2 separate regions of the Mus musculus genome follow, and region 1 is linked to region 2. The links are chromatin contacts, called in public promoter capture Hi-C maps. All regions are on one chromosome and are shown on one strand. The core of a region is the stretch at or near the end of the contact, and the rest is flanking DNA. Distances in the headings are between cores, read along the strand shown.

The links. Promoter capture Hi-C pulls out the DNA fragments that hold promoters and counts their contacts.
Region 1: a contact with region 2 is called in a promoter capture Hi-C map of liver, with 3 times the contacts expected there. The contact joins the promoter of Rin3 here to the promoter of Ttc7b in region 2.

The regions. Positions count from the first base shown.
Region 1 is chr12:102,280,815-102,285,930 of GRCm38.p6, forward strand. Rin3 (Ras and Rab interactor 3) reads left to right here and starts at 2,260. Exons shown (of 10, transcript NM_177620.4): 1 at 2,260-2,512. The coding sequence starts at 2,472.
Region 2 is chr12:100,517,709-100,522,737 of GRCm38.p6, forward strand. Ttc7b (tetratricopeptide repeat domain 7B) reads right to left here and starts at 3,114. Exons shown (of 20, transcript NM_001033213.1): 1 at 2,863-3,114. The coding sequence starts at 2,983.

The sequences.
Region 1 (5,116 bases), core at 1,010-3,509, 1.8 Mb after region 2:
GGACACCTAGGAGGAGCTTGTGGGCTTATTGGAGGAACCACAGCCAAAGATTTCTCCCTGAAGGGATGCTCTCTTCCTTCTCTCATCTGTGCTCATCTATTACAGATGAGCAATGGAATCTCTGAGAAAGCTGTACTGGCTGTTGCCTAAAGAGTCCTGGGACTGGATTTGAACACGTGACTGCCTTCTGTGCCCAGCTTTCAAGCAGAAAACTACAGGATTGTTGACAGAGATGATAGAGAGGTGACTGTGGCTCAGGGAAGAGCTAACCTCGGAGAAGAAATGCCTATAGGGCCTGGTAGTGCCCTGAGGGGATGGCTGGCAGCAATCTGAGTGCTCGGTGGGGAAGTTGTGTAGGTCAGAGTGGCTAAGGTTGCTCCCTGGAGACCACACTTTTTTGTGCCTTCCAAAAAGAAAAGCTAGTTTGATTGGGATGCAATTCAACAGCTTAAAGTGTATAATTTGATGGTTTTCAGACACAGCCACAAAGTTGTGCAATGAATACCACAGTCAATTTAAAAACATTTTCATCACCCCCAAAGAAACTCCATAGCCATTGCCAGTTGCTCCCCACTCCCCGACCCCACCCCACCCCACCCCACCTCTAGCGAACACTAGTTTACTGTTTGTCTCCGTGAAATTGCCTACTCTGAACACTTCATGCAAAAGGAATGTGTTTAACGACTGGCTTCTGTCACTTAGCATGCTTTCAAGACTCATCTGTGCAGAAGCACCATTGTTGGGGCCCCATTCTTTCTGTGGCTCAATAACAGTCCCTGACTGATGATCCCTGATCTTATTTACATATTCATCGATTGATGAATGCTTGGTTGCTCCCACATACTGGCTACTGTAAATTGTTTGTATTTCTTTTCTTTCTTTCTTTCTTCCTTCAACATAGGGCCTCTCAGACACATGCCAGGCAACCATTCTACCTCTGAACTCTAGCTCCAGCTCTGGATAACACAAATAAAGGCTGATATGAACAGTCATATATAAGGTTTTGCATGGACACACTATGATAGATAGCTTTAATTTGTCAACTTGACACAACCTAGAATCACTGAGAAGAAATTCTCAGTAAGGGATTGTCTGCATTTAGTTAGGCCTATGAGTATGCTGGTGAGGGACTGTCTTACTTAAGTTATTGGTGCGGGAAGACTCAACCCACTGTGGGCAGCACCATTCCCTATACAGGGTGCCCTGAACTATGTAAGAGTGGAGAAAGTGAGCTGATCACAAGCCAGGTAAACATGGTTACATTCATTTCTCTTTGCTCTGGATGTCATGTGACCAGCTTTTTGACATCCCCCCCCTCCCCCTGCCTTGACTTCCCCATAATGAACTGTAACCTGGAATTGAAAGCTGAAATAAGCCCCTTTGGGTACGTAGTTTCCCCTTCTGAGGAACTGCCAAGGCTGCTTCCCAAATCAGCTGGCCCATTTACCACTCCCAGCAGGAGACTGTTAACTAAGCCTTTCCTCTCACTTCCACAGGCTGATTTGGAGGAAATGCCAAAAGAGAAGTGGTTGTGAGGGTGTGTGGACACTCTAGCACTCCTGTGTAATCGTGGGTAGAGGCCAAGGATGTGGATGGAAGTTGGGTTACTCCTACAATGCACAATGCACAAGACAGTCCCAAGCACAAAACATTTAATCTGTCCCCAGCAGTCTAAATAATGCCCAGGCTGGGAATGAATTAAACAAGGTGATATCTTGAGGTCCGCTATTACCTGGTCTCACAGGCTTAGCTAGCTCAGGAGACATTTTTGAGTGTCTGGGCGCTTAAAAAAGGAGGCATTACGACTCGCGGTTGTTGTGTAAGCTAGCAAGTTTTCTCCTTTAGTCTCTCACTGGGTGCTGTACTCAGCACAGGTGCCTTAGATGTCAGGCTTCATGGACGATATCTGCTTTGTTAAACAGTGATCTTATCAACAGAGAAGGTATCAAGGAGAGACAGGATGGCCACCTGTCAGGGACGTGGAGGAGGTGCCCCGCCTTGGGGGCGGGAGTGGGTATGGGTCGTGGCTCCCCCGGGATGAAGGAGGTCCCATTTGGGCCGTGGGCCTCGTCACCTGCCAGCCCTGAGTGCCTTGCTATCCGGTGCCAACTTGGAGACTTTCCTGTGAGTTTCGCTCGCAGGCTCCGGGCGGCCACAGTCCGTGCTGTCCTCGACCCCGGCACCGCCCGCCGCCAGGCCCGGCCCTAGGGGCGCGGCCCGGCTTCCGCGCGCCCCAGGGGGCTCCCTGCTACGAGCAGCCACGGCCGAATGGCTTCTGACAAAAAACCCTTGACCACCAAGGCCGGCCTCTTCCTGCGAGCCCCGCGCGCTGCGATCCAGGAAGTGGAAGGCAGCGGCCCCGCGCTTCCCCACTGGGCGCGCGGCTGGCGGCGGCGCCCAGCCCGGCCCTCGGCGAGGGACAGCGCCAGCGCCACGCGGAGGTCGCTGCGTCCCCAATCGCCTGCCCCACGATGCGACGCGCCGAAGCGCCCTCGAGCGCCCACCCTGCCGGGTAAGTGGCAACCCGTGCCCGCCGCTCCCCAGGTGGCCCGCGTCCTGCCTCTTTTGCTCAGCTTGATCCCCGAGAGCCCTGGGTGCTCCGGATAGGGCTACGGGACGTCGTGGATGTCATGCTGAAATGAACACCCCCCACGAGCGTGCGGATCCCCCAGCAGGGACTAAGGGTGAAACTAGGTTCTGCAAGGAAAGGGGGCGGCCTTGGTGACTGCCGAACTTGGCCAAACTTTCAAATCCAGACTTTGTTAGCGGGGGGGGGGGGGGGGGGGGGGGGAAGCAGTGCACAATGTGCGGCTGGGAGGGTTTGGTGTGTTCGAGCCCGAGATGTCCGTGTAGCCATGGCTCTAGCCTAGGCTGAACTTTGGATGCAAGCACTCGCTGCCCTGGCCCAGCCAGCCCCATGCACCACGAAGCACCGCTGCTCTGCCTAAACCCCAGCTTGCGCCCTCAGGTTCTGGGACCGAGAGTGGGGGTGGGGGCGGGGGTGGGGAGTAGGGTGGTAGATAAGAAGCACCTACAACTTTAGGCAGGCCCATCCAGCAGCTAACTCTCTGCCTGGAGGATTGAGGCGCCACCAGATCCCATCTGCCACCCCACTGGATCGGCTGGGGACCTTTGGACTGGCCTTTGAAGAGCCTGGTGTGTGAGGAGGGTCTAGAGTGCTCGGGTGCAAATGATTGGCGGGATACCCAGACGCAGATGCAGTCTGAAGTGTGTGAAATTAAATGGCTTGGGAACAACCATTCGGAAGGGATTCCTACTTTTGTGCTCTTCCCTACCCCCCACCTCAAGACCTGGAACACTGCCCAGAGCTACACAAGGTTGGGAATGTCCTGTCATCCCGCCCAGCCCAGTCCTAAGAGAAGATCGGGAAGGGTGGGGTTTGAAGCTGCACCGAGTAGAAAGCGATTTCTGCGAAAGTCTTCTAGCACTTTCTGAGGTGCCATGGATGATGGACGAATCTGGGGTACCATACTTTTTGTATTTCCGTTTAAAAGTCCCGGGCCTGATCCCGGATGAATTCCCGTGGCTGCCTGTTTTAATTCTGTGACCTCATCTCTTTGAGCTTCCACTCTTTAGAACAGGAACGCTATCTGTACACATCTTGTACTCTCCAGGGTTTGGGAACAGTAGGGTGTAACTGGCCCCCATTCGGATAGGAGGGACTGGGATTGTCCTGGGGCGGGGGGTGGGGGGGTGGGGGGGGGCTTGGCTGCCTCCTTCCTCCTACCCCCAATCCCAGCTACAACCACAGCCCGGAAATTCTGTGTTGATGTTTCCCTTGGAAGTGATCTCTGTGGAGACAAATGTCATCTGCTGGGAAACTGGGAATTCCGATGCGGAAGGGGTCTCCTGGGAGCAAGTAACTGCTATACCCTGGGTGGGAAGGTAAAGCCGGCTAGAAAAGGAGGGTGAGGAATCAGGTTCTGATCTCATCTACTTCCCCATTTTCCCCAAGGATGGCCTGGCCTGACCCATTTCCTCCTGCCTTTCTTTGTTTACCTCTGTACCAGTGATTGATTTCATTGTGCCTCAGTTTACTAACAAGGATAGTCAGTAGTCACTGCTCTTCACAGGCTGTTTGGAGGGGACATCCTCAGCTGCTATTATGATTAGCATCACTGACATCTGTTGGGTGGGCCCCTTCCTTTTGCCAACTGGGTGATCTGTCTGCCTCATCTGAAACTCCAGAGTCCTATAACCCCTCCCTCACTGGGATTGAATTGGATGAATTCTAATGGCCTTGGTCCCTGCTCAGGGGCTGGTCCTTTTTAAGGTCTTTAAAACACCCTGCACCTGAGCCTCACACCTAAATACTCAGGGACCTCTTACCCCAAGTCACCCCTAGGCCCAGCTGCCACCAGGACTGGTCCTGAAAGCTTTTTGAGTCTATCCTTGCACCCTACTGGCCCAGAGCCCCCTTCTTTCTGGGGTGAGAGACATTCAGATAGCTGGGGACTGCTACCCCAAGCAGCCAGGAGAGTGCCCCTTGAGTTCTGAATCCTAGGATGCAAGCTCTGCTTCTTGTTTAAACGGCTGTCTGGGAAAAGAGATGCACATGGGTCGCTGGCTACACTGGTAGCAGCCACATTTTTTTCCACCCACTGTGCTAAGCTCCACCATTCATTTAAGACTGTTAATAACTCCTAAAGCAGTCTCTGCCCACTGGCTAGTGTTCTCGGGGGACATAAATTGAGCAGGAGGCATGAGGAACCCTCCGAGCATTCTAGGTATGTGCTCAGAAGAGGTCACTGGGAAGAGAGGACATTCAGCAGAGGTTTAGAAAATCTAGAACATTCTAAGGGGTGGGGCAGTGTGGTTAGCGGGAGCCAGTGCTGCAGAAAGCAAGGGCTTGCAGGGGTTGGGAGGTCTATGGCGAGTGCACAGGGCCCAGCAGAGGTTTTCATAGAGGGTGATAGACTGTAGGTGGACAGACAGTAGTTGGGGAGGGGCATGATAGCCTGGAAGCCAGGCATAGCCAGGATGGACACTTGAGGCAAGAGAAGTTAGGATGGCAGACTGTGTTGGTGGATCAGTGTTAGACAAATAGAGTTGAGGGAAAGGGACATTGCAGGAGAGACTGAGATGATAGAGGGCT
Region 2 (5,029 bases), core at 1,864-4,363:
ATGAATGAGTAAAGAAAGAAAGATTGGCCTGCTGCTAAGGTGTCAGGCTCTGTGACTGCTGACGGGAGTCTTCAGAAATTATAACCTTTTTTTTTTTTCTTGACACAGGGTCGCCAACAACCTCAAACTGATTAGCCAAGGGTGAGCTTGGCCTCTCACCCCACTTTCTGAGTGTCTGTGATTACCGATATGCTACCACACCCAGTCTGCATACATACACTACAAAGGATCAAACCCAGGACTTTTTAATTTGCTGTGGAACTGTCTGCCTCTGTCTCTGGAGCTGAGATTAGATGTGTGTCACCAAGTCCATCCTGCCCTCTTTTAATCTTCATAATTCCTGCAAGGTACTTCTCTAGAACCAAATCCCCTGTGGTCTCGCTTGCAGCCCTGACTGGGCTGTCTCTAGAATGACAGGAGTACAGGTGTGTCTTCTGAGCTGTTTGGCAAGGCAACTGAGGCTCCGCCAAGGTCACAGAGGCAGAGGGAGTGGCGGCAGCAGGTTCAGGCCCCTGGGTACTGGCTGCAAGAACTGCACTGGTGGCCTGCAGCTGCCTTCAGAAAAGCGTAGTATGACAAGCTTGGCATTAACTAGTTCTCCTTACTTTAAGCAGCAAAGGTTTAATTTAAGCAGTGTGCCACCTGCCTAATACCTGTGCTAGCAAACACACAGAGACTGAAGGGTAGCCAGGGCCCCAAAGCCAAGAAGAGGTCCCACTCCCAGTCCTAGGAAGGTCCCCTCGAACAGGGGAAGACCCGCCCTCAAAGGTTTCTCTGCACCTGAGTAGATACACTGTTCTGGGTTGGTTTCACCCTTTCTCTGCTTCCTTACTACCTCTCTGCGCAGTCTCTTGGACCTTCTCTAGACTAGATGACCTTTCCCCATCAATGGCTGCTGCTTCCCATGTGCGGCTCAGGGAGAAAACTATCTCCCATGACTCTTCTGAAGCTAACTCACACACAGACCCATGGCCACACAGTGTTCCACTCATCACCACTACCCAGCCCTACCCCACACCTTAGTCAAAGCTTCGGATGAGGCCACAGGTTCTGGAAAGAGTTAAGCTCAGAGAGGCCTTGAAAATGGGCCCATGAATGAAAAAAGAGGGGTCCGTGCACCCTCTCATTCCAGGGACCAGCAGCTTGAGCCAGTGTCTTCTCCCTTTCTGTCCACGATCGCAGCCACATCAACATGTCTGTTTTTCTTCTCCCTGACTACCTTCATAGTTGGGCCTCAGTGTTCCTCTCAGAGGAAGTAAATGCAAGACAGCAGGGGCCTGGTCAGCACCTGGCCCAGGTGGGCATTGCACACGCCACTGAATGAGAGCAGACAGCCAGGTCGCAGGTGGAGACGGGAGGATGCTCACAACCACACCCAATGCTAACATCCACCTGCACAGGAGGGATGGAAGTGACCCAAAAAACTTAGGAATGTGACTTCAACAAGAAGCAGGAAAATGCAGGAAGGAAGGAGACGCCACAAAAGCAGGCAAGGTCAAGTTGCCTTCGGGGTCCTGAGTACTCAACACCTTTCCCTCCAATGCTAACTTAACAAAGACACCTACCCAAAGCAAGGTACTGTGGTTGACAGTGTGCAAAACCAAAACCTTGCCCTGTCTGCATGGTGACATTGCCTATGGTCCTAAACTTGGGAGGCAAGGCAGGAGGCGGGAGACTTTGAGGCTAGCCTAAGCTATAAGGTAAGTTTGAAAGATATATAGAGAAACCTGGTTTGGTTTGGTTTTGTTAAGTTTTCATTTCCAGGCGCTATTTTCATAAAATCACAAACAACCACCAACCTTAAAGAGGCTATGAGATTTCCCTGTCCGTTTCTGGGTAGTTCGGGGTGAAGGTTGAAAAGAGTACACATGTCCTTCCTTGAATGAGCAGTGTCAGTCCTTCATTCATTCCCTCTGTGATTTGTCTGTCCCACGCCTGCTCAGACAGTCTTGGGAAGCCAGAGGTGAAGGAGGACAAAATCCTCTGCCCTCTCTGCCCAGGCTCCAAGTGCCTGCCTGTGGTTTTGGCGCGTACGAAAAGACAAGCAAATATTAACCATACTTGCTTCCAAAACAAATAAGGCCACGTGGAGTCTCGCTCTGGAATGTGATTTTGGCTGCAGTTTTGGTTTGATGGGTTGGAAGAACCAATTCAGCAAATGGGGTCATTGGCCAAGTCCAGCCGCCAGGTTTCCCAAGTCAGATCCTGGTTCCTGGGCGCACCAGGCCCCTCATCCAATCAGCTCCATTTCCCTCATTGTTAATACAGTCTCATCTTCCTGCCCAGTAACCTTCTCCCAGACTCCCTGACTCTGTTTCCCTTGTACTCTCCACCCTATCCTCTCTGGGTCTGCAGATTTGACACCCAACTGTCTTGACCTCAAGACACAAATCCCAACCTGCCAATGCCACCCCTGACACCCTCCAAGTCTGAGCTCCCTCCTGGGGCCCTTGATTACCATATGTTCACAACATCTCCATCACAGGACCCCTGAGCACACCACACACACTCTGGTGGTCCCCAGATGCCCACAGGTATGTCCCGGGGGGCTCCATACACACACAAACGCACACACACACACAAGCTCCAACTTCTTGGAAGCCCGGGGCTGGCCTCCGGTCTCTGGGGTCGGTGAACCTCTCCAGCCTGCACGTCAGGACTCCAAGGCTCCGACAGGCACAGCCCGCCCGCCCAGCCGCACGCCGCGTGACCGGAGGACCCCGCGTTCCCCAAGGGCCTGGCCCGCGCACACCGCGCGGCCTGCGCCTCGCCGCCCGGCCGCGCCCCTGCTCGCGCCCGGAGCCTCAGGCCTAGCCCCGGAGGCCGCGGCGGTCCCGCAAGCCCCGGTGCGTCCGCGCGTACCGTTGGCGATGAGCTTGGCCGACAGCTGCTTGACGAGCTCGGGGATCCGCTCCCATTGGCACTCGGAGCGGCAGCGCTCGATCTCCGTCTCCAGCCGCGAGCCCGCCTTCCTGGTCGCCATGGCCGCCCTGGCCGGCCCGGCGCGCGCCCGCAGGCCCCGCAGGCCCCGCCGCCGCCGGGCCCCGCGCCGCCTCCCGCTGCGGCCGCGGGCTCCGGCTCCGGCTCCCGGCTCGGCGGCGTAACGGGAACGCCGGCCGGGGAAGGGGCGGGGAGCGGGCGGCGGCGGGCGCGGCGGGGCCCCGGGCGCCGCGAGGAGCGGCCCCTGCCGGCCAGGGCCGGAGCCGCAGCGGGCCGGGGCGGAGGCCGGACAGCAATGAGGAGCGCGGGACGGTGCTCAGGAGCGAACCTGGAGCGGTGAGGGGTCAAGCCAGGGCAGCCACCCCGAGGATGCTCTGGGGCTCCAAAGGCCGGGGTTTCTAGTGCGAGAGGGCGTGAAGGGCGAGCCTGCCTCGGCTGGCCCTGCCATCGCAGGTTGCTTGTGCTGGCCTGCGCCCCTCCTCAGGCTCCCCTCTGCCCCAGGTAGCCTCCGTCCCCATCATGTGGCCAGAAGCAGTGGAGATTCATGCTCCTCCAGAACCTGCCCGAAGTTCCTTAAGTGTGTGTTGGAAGAAAGTGAGGGAGGACGTGTGTGTGTGTGTGTGTGTGTGTGTGTGTGTGTGTGTGTGTGTGTAGCTGCAAGCCCAGATGCCAGCTCCCTTGCCCTCTGAGGAGAATACCAACTCATAAGTGGCATTTCCAGGCCTTGACCTTGTAACTGAGAGCAGGGGCAGGTGTCTAAGCTGAACATTATTTCACTTGTGTAATTTATTCAGTAACTATAGAGTCAGAGGTCACCCACACAGAGCTAGGTAGTGTTTTAGGGCTGTGGAAACGGAACGAAGTGGGTACAACTTTGCTTCAAAGTGGGTATAAAGTTCATAGCCCATTCATGGAAATGAATTAATTAAGCAAAATAAAGTAGCAAATTAGGTTATGGGTTGGTTAAGGATGGTGTTGAAGTGATATTTGACAGTTTTAAAGATGAGAGTCGGGGGGATATGGGAGGTGGGGAGGGCAGATCATTACAGGCAGAGCAAAGGCCTCGGCTTTACTATATTTGGTGAGTTAGAAAAAGGCCAGAGTGGCTGGGGTGGAATGAAGGCAAGGAGCTGAGCAGATGATGTCAGGAGGGTGGGGGTTAGTCCATGCCCGGCCTTCTGGATCATTAGAAAGACTGTCTTTCTTCTTGGTGAGATAGGGAGCCTGCATGTTAGTCAGGCATGCAATGGCAAGGCCTGCAAGTATGGACATGACCAGTATTTGGGAAAGTTGGTCAGGGAATGTGGCTTCAGGGGCAGTGGGGGTGTTGGACTCTGCAATACTGCCTCTGAGGATGGAGCTGTCATCTGGGCAGTACCCTGTCACCAGGTTCATCCTCTTTGGGTGTGTCTCCTCCAGCTTTCCAAAGCTATCAAGTGCAGGCTTTTCTCTCATGCCCTGGGGATAAATGAAGACCAGACTCACAGGCCTTGGTTTACAGGATCAGCAACTGAAACTCAGTAAGGGCCAAGAGGAAAGAAGTACTTGGGACATGACCAACACCACACTGAGGCAACCCAAGGCCCTCAGAGGTGATGGGAGCAGAGCAGATGGGGCTCAGACACTAAGGACAGCCCAAGGACAGGCAAACAGAATGCCAGAGGAAATGAGGGCGAAGGAGCAAGGGTAAAGGGGTAGGAAAAACGGTGGGATGGAGAAAATGATGTAATTCTATTTTACACACACACACACACACACACACACACACACACACAGAGAGAGAGAGAGAGAGAGAGAGAGAGAGAAGATGACCAAGGTGACTTACAGAAGGAAGGATGTGGTGATTTCAATAGGAATGGCCCCCATAGACCCATGTGAGTGAATACTTAGCCCGTAGGAGTAGCACTATTAGGAGGTGTGGCGTGGAGGTGGGCTTTTGAGGTCTCATTACATTGTTACACACTTCCAGATCCAGCTAAGAAGTCTGGAATAAGCCTCAGGCCAAAGGTCACCAAGAAGCCTTGTTCAGCTGACAGTGCCTGTGTGACTGTAGGACTTGCATTTCCCTGCATGGTGGCACACAGAATAA